Linked DNA regions of Drosophila melanogaster: region 1 is linked to region 2. A link is a contact called in public Hi-C data. All regions are on one chromosome and are shown on one strand. The core of a region is the stretch at or near the end of the contact, and the rest is flanking DNA. Distances in the headings are between cores, read along the strand shown.

Region 1 (2,700 bases), core at 4-2,503, 86 kb before region 2:
AAGAGCCAGTCTAAATGAAGTTGCATTTCTTAAAACTAAACAATATTGTCTGCCTTTTCACGATGCAGCGCTTGAGTTGCGCCATATATCCACATCCGTTTGGAGGCATTTTCGGAATTTGTAGTTGACCAGGCCAATGGAATACATCGGATTGGCGGGCTTGTAGAAGTGCAGACCTCGCCCAATCTTAATTATGTAGCCATTGCTTAAGCTGCAAGAAAAAAAAAACGAATAGATAAGATAATTTAAATACATACGTTTTCAAGTGGGTGTACAGATTGCGAATATGCCAAATTAAGCTGTCCCATAACCTTTTAATGGAAAAACAATCGATGTTCCCCACTTCAAGTCCAATTTTACTGACGCTATCATTTTGCAAACTTACTAAATTTTTCGATCGTGCAGAGAGTCTTCGTATTTTATGTAGACAGTCACGTTCCGCCGCTCCAAGTCACCCTTGATCTGTCCAAGATTTGTTTCCTGCTGATCTGGATTCTTTGCATCCTTGTACTCTTTGGTGATCAGTCGAAAATACTTTAGGTTTGGGCAATTTGTGGCAGCTAGCTCCAAGAATCTTATTAGATTTTGATACTGCAAGCGAATATAAATTACAAGCAATGGCTCAACAATCATATTTCTTATCTTAATATGATATGAAACCTCATATGAGGTCATTACAAAAGATTAACACTTGATTCAATTTTCTTTGAATTATATTCGTAAATGTTGACCATCTTGAGGACTTGAGGATCATTCTCTTACCTGATAGTTCTGCGTCATGTAGGGTTCCTCCAGCATGATCTCGACGGTCTTGTCGTCCATGTATTTCCCGAAGAGCTGATCGTAGTCGAAGCCCGTATCATTCTCGTCGATGGAAACGTGGGAAACCACCTCGCCGAGCATTAGTTTGCCATTGATCCGCGCCTTAATTGCGTCAGCCCGATCCATGTACTCCTTGATCCTGGTCAGGAACCCCTTCCGTTTGGCTTCATCCGGTTCCCCGTTGACGAACTGCATCAACTGCCCGATCCCCTCTGTGTACAGCGTTTGCGCCTCCAAGATCCGTCCAACTTGGTCGCATTCCACGGCGCGTATAAGTAACTCCTTGGCGTTCAAAGCGCTGCTCATCTTGGCATCTCAGGCGGGGGAGTATTAAGTACTTCGAATATCTCACTGTTCAGGATCTTTTGATCGAGGATCTTTCACATTTAATATGTTATTGCCACGGAATGCAACATTCGAAAACGCAATCAGCTGGTTGTGTGACCATAGCGCGCTAGTCTGAAAACTCCGAAAGTAAGTCCGATTCGTTGGTATATATTCGGCATTATCTTTCGCTGACCGTTAATTTTCAAAACTAACAAAGGCTCTATATCTCTGGTGTTTATTTACGAATAATTTAAAAAAAAAATGTCTGTATTGAACATACATATATATATTACAATAAAAAAATAAATAATAGCACAGGCTTAAACTTAAAGCTATCTTGCACAAACATTTAATTTTATACGCATTGAGCAAGATTTTTCAAACATATTTTTACCTCTTGCTTTTTTGTTTGTGACAAACCTTTCAATTGCAACATGTGCAAATTTAAAATGCCCCACATTTGCATATTCCACTGTAGCACGATGACGTCCCCTTTACGAGCAATTACGTGGAATCGAAAACGAAAGCGTTTTATCGCCAGCCAGCAGTCAGACATGCCAACATGGAGCCGAATTCAATTTCACTAAGCCAAATATTAATTTATTTGTGTTTTCATTTCTGGCTCCAACCGCCAGGTGACCAATGGATCTGGATGAGGGACTGGACTGCCATGGCCATCCAATCCAATCGGAGTCAGCCAAGGAAAAAACCGAAAACGTTTCGTGTAATTTCGAGTATTGGGTGGGGGTTTTTTTTTTGGCTGGGTGGTTTGGTGGCTGAGTGGCTTTTCCGGACATCCCGAGTCCGTATTTTTATTTATGTCATAAATTTTAAGCCATTGGGAGCTGTGAACGGGAACGTGACGTCAGCTTATAGTTCGCACAGCGGGGCTTAAATTTTTCGTATTTTAAATGCGTATTAAGCAGAAAGAAAAGTCATTTCGGGTGATTCGACACAAAAACCAGGCACCCAGCTCATCCAATTGCGAATAAATATGGCTTAATACATGCGTGCGATGATGTGCTGCCATTTGACTATGCAATTTGTTTGCTTCGATTAAGTGAAATGTCAAAAAAATATAGCACAGCTCAAAAAGCCATCGAAATTGAGAGAAAATTTGGAATTTAACCAAAAAAAAATAATAATAAAATGTGTTGATAAACAGGTTGTATTTTAAATGAGCTAATGGTATTCGAGGTTTCTTTATAAAAACGAAAGCTAAACAATTCAATTAGGCAATGAAAAGTGGAATACAGATGATTGAAAATCATATTTTATTTATTAATAAATAACTGGTAAAAAATATAGCTGATTTGATAATTATTCGTAACTTTTTATACTTTCTCACACTTTAAAAATAACAATCCAAATTTTACGTAAATTTTCTCCCATGCTCCTATGTTTTACATTCGGTAAATGATTCAAATAGTTTGCTGAGCAAACTGAAGAGGATCCTAAAAAAACATTGCATACTTCTCGGCGAAATCGGGAATGCAGCCATGTTGAGCTGCTCCATTCGGATGGGAAAATTAATTTGCCATGGCTGGAAAC
Region 2 (2,700 bases), core at 64-2,563:
GTCAATTCATATTATCTTGACAAATAATTGAAAAGACTATTATTTTAAATACTAATTACATTGAACGCCTAACAAGTAAAGTAAATGTTGACAAATTGACTCAATATATATATATATATATATATTGTTTGCATATATTAAATATAGTGCGTGCCGGTGTCACTTTTGTTTGTTCGAGTCTGTCGAGTTGAGTTTGTAATAATCGCTTCACAGGTAATTTAAATATTTGTCCATTGCATTAGGAGCTCTTATCGCTTCTTTGCAGTTTGCACCGGTTATGCAGTAAATTTAAACTCGGTCACGTTCTGGCGAAAAGGACAGGGGCTTTTCACAGGAATTGGTTTGTGGGCTAGTGACATTTATCATATAAAAGCAGGCAACTGTTGCTGACAGCCCTCCTCCACGCAGGACCTACGAAGGGGTCCTGGGGCACAGGGACCCAGGCTTTGATGCCTGCCACCAGCAGGCGTGTGCTGCACACACCCGTCCATGCCACATGTTTGCCGACCTCTGGGAAACCTGTAAGTTGTAAGTTGACAGCGAACCACACTCGGAACACAGACAGCGACATGTGCCAGACAGACAAAGGAAAAGGCTACTGGTTGCTACCGAAATTCAATGAAAACGATAGACAAATCCGGTCTGAAATACGGAGCTTTTCAGCACATTTATGCCACGCATGCAACAAATTGCAGCAGGGGTTTGCAATCACTACTATATACGTGTTCAAAAGTATGCACTCTTATATATGACTAAAGATAATATGTGAATATTTTTTAATTTACTGCGACCATTTGCCCCATAAAAAACCCTATTCTGATTTAAAGTGCACAACTGAGTAGGTCCTTGAACCCCATTAAAGGCAAACGCAAATCACCATAAAAGGGCAGGAGCTTTGCCCACAAATGGCCACAAAAGGCGAGAGACAAAGGCTCACTTGATTGTGTTTTGGCTTTTGATACTCACTTGGCCAGTTGAATGTGGCTTAAAGCGTGCACTTGATGGCTTCATTGACATTCCAGGGGATTCAGTGACACTCTCGCCAGAGGGAGGGGCTTGGCTATATGAGGTATCAAGACGCTGATTTAGCCATTCGGACACAGCTAAGTGACCACCTGATGGTGGCTCTTCTTGGCCTTATTTATTCGTTGATTGCGGCACGCGAGCCACAGTTTTATTTTTTGCCATTTTCCTTGTTGCTCGGCTCCATTTTCTCACCTATTTAATTGGAGCTCAATTGCCGCTTAGTGGCACAACATGATTTCAAAATTGTTGCACGCACTTAGGCAGCCAAATTAATTGCCACCAGGAGTTGGGTTTGCTTTTAGGCGCAAAATCCACATAAACAGCAGCTGTAAGCCATTAAGTTTGCTATTAGCCAAGTTGTTAAGTGTCAAAGCCAAAGCCGCGGGGAATCTCGCTCTATCTTTCTATGTGTGTGTGTGTGTGTACGTGTTTATCTTTGCCATGTGAAATTAGTTTGCCGTGGCCAAAAACCACAACCGCTGGGCTTCGCATTAGCAACAACTGTCGTGGCAATTGCACAACCAGCCAACCGATGGAAAACCACCCACCAAAGCCGAAATAACCTTGGTGCATTTCGGCCCTAATCGAATTTCGGTGAAGACCTCTGGCTGAAATTTACATAACCAAGGGCCAAAGGAAGCTAGGAGCCAAATTAAATACAGCTTAAAATGCCAGCAGCGAAAATTCCTTGAAAATTGCCAACCAAGTGGAATGGAAATGGCTGGCAAGGAATAAATTCACTCCCCAAAAATGGTCGAAACTAAGTTCAAAGTTCATTGGTGCCCTTAAAAGCGTCGCCTTGAACTGCATTCCTTGGCCGAAAAATGAAAATTCCCCATTACCAGCAGACGTTGCACATACGCAACGTTGGCTCTTTGTAGAGATTTAATTAATGGCCAAACTGCAAGGTAATTTATTGGCCATCAAAGCCAGTCGCTCATGGATGCCTGCCTGTGTATTAGTCAGCATTTATTGCCTGCTTTACAACTCGAAATGCGGGCAACCATCGTCTCAGTGCAAAGCAACAATCTAACGGCGAACTTCCGTTTCCGTTCGCTTTGTGGCATGAGGTCACCTGCCACATACATACATATACAAGTATACGCCACCTACAACCGGCAGCAACATTTGCCAATAATTGATTACACTTTGCCATGAAGTTGTTGCCACACACCTCAGCGATTCTCCGCAGGATCCCCGTCCATCGTCCAAACCAACGGACTGCACTGGCAGACCGCAGTGGCCATTTGTTATGCCGGTTGTCATTGGATGTCTGTCATCGAGGGTGGCCTATAAACCGAAGGGATCTGTGATTGAAATAGAGCCATCCAAAAAGGACGCGGTCACAGTTGAGGAGAGATTGGTAGCAGCGCAAGTTAATCTACCGAATTGTAGAATACGGAATCAAAGGTGGCTTGAAGTAAGCAAGATTATTCGCAGATTGTGCAAAACCTAAATGCCTGCTCTTTTGACTGCATCTATGATTTAGGGCATTCCGATTGGGAAACTTCCCCATTTCGCCCCAGCCATCGATCAATGCCACGAAGTGCTCCCAACTGCAGGTCAAGCTTGAAAATTCGTTGCCTGCCTAACGAGCCAAATGAGCACAGACATATGTATGTGGCAGAAGCCACTGCACAGGATACGCTGTATGCAGGACATTACCGAAATGTG

What was found. A called contact is a pair of places that touch in the nucleus more often than the background predicts.
Region 1: a Hi-C map of the Kc167 cell line shows a contact between it and region 2, with 1.6 times the contacts expected there. A contact is called at or near these places in 23 of 107 Hi-C or Micro-C datasets (the Clone 8 cell line, the D17-c3 cell line, the Kc167 cell line and 11 more) and 2 of 7 datasets of targeted methods (both in the Kc167 cell line).

The regions. Positions count from the first base shown.
Region 1 is chr3L:4,002,027-4,004,726 of dm6, reverse strand. It overlaps CG14985, which reads right to left and starts at 1,253. Exons shown (of 3, transcript NM_139589.3): 1 at 763-1,253; 2 at 386-591; 3 at 1-211. The coding sequence starts at 1,128. The coding sequence ends at 58.
Region 2 is chr3L:3,916,289-3,918,988 of dm6, reverse strand. All of the region lies in intron 4 of Eip63F-1 (Ecdysone-induced protein 63F 1), which reads left to right. Among named protein-coding and RNA genes, the nearest start is that of mge, 7.7 kb to the right of the region's middle.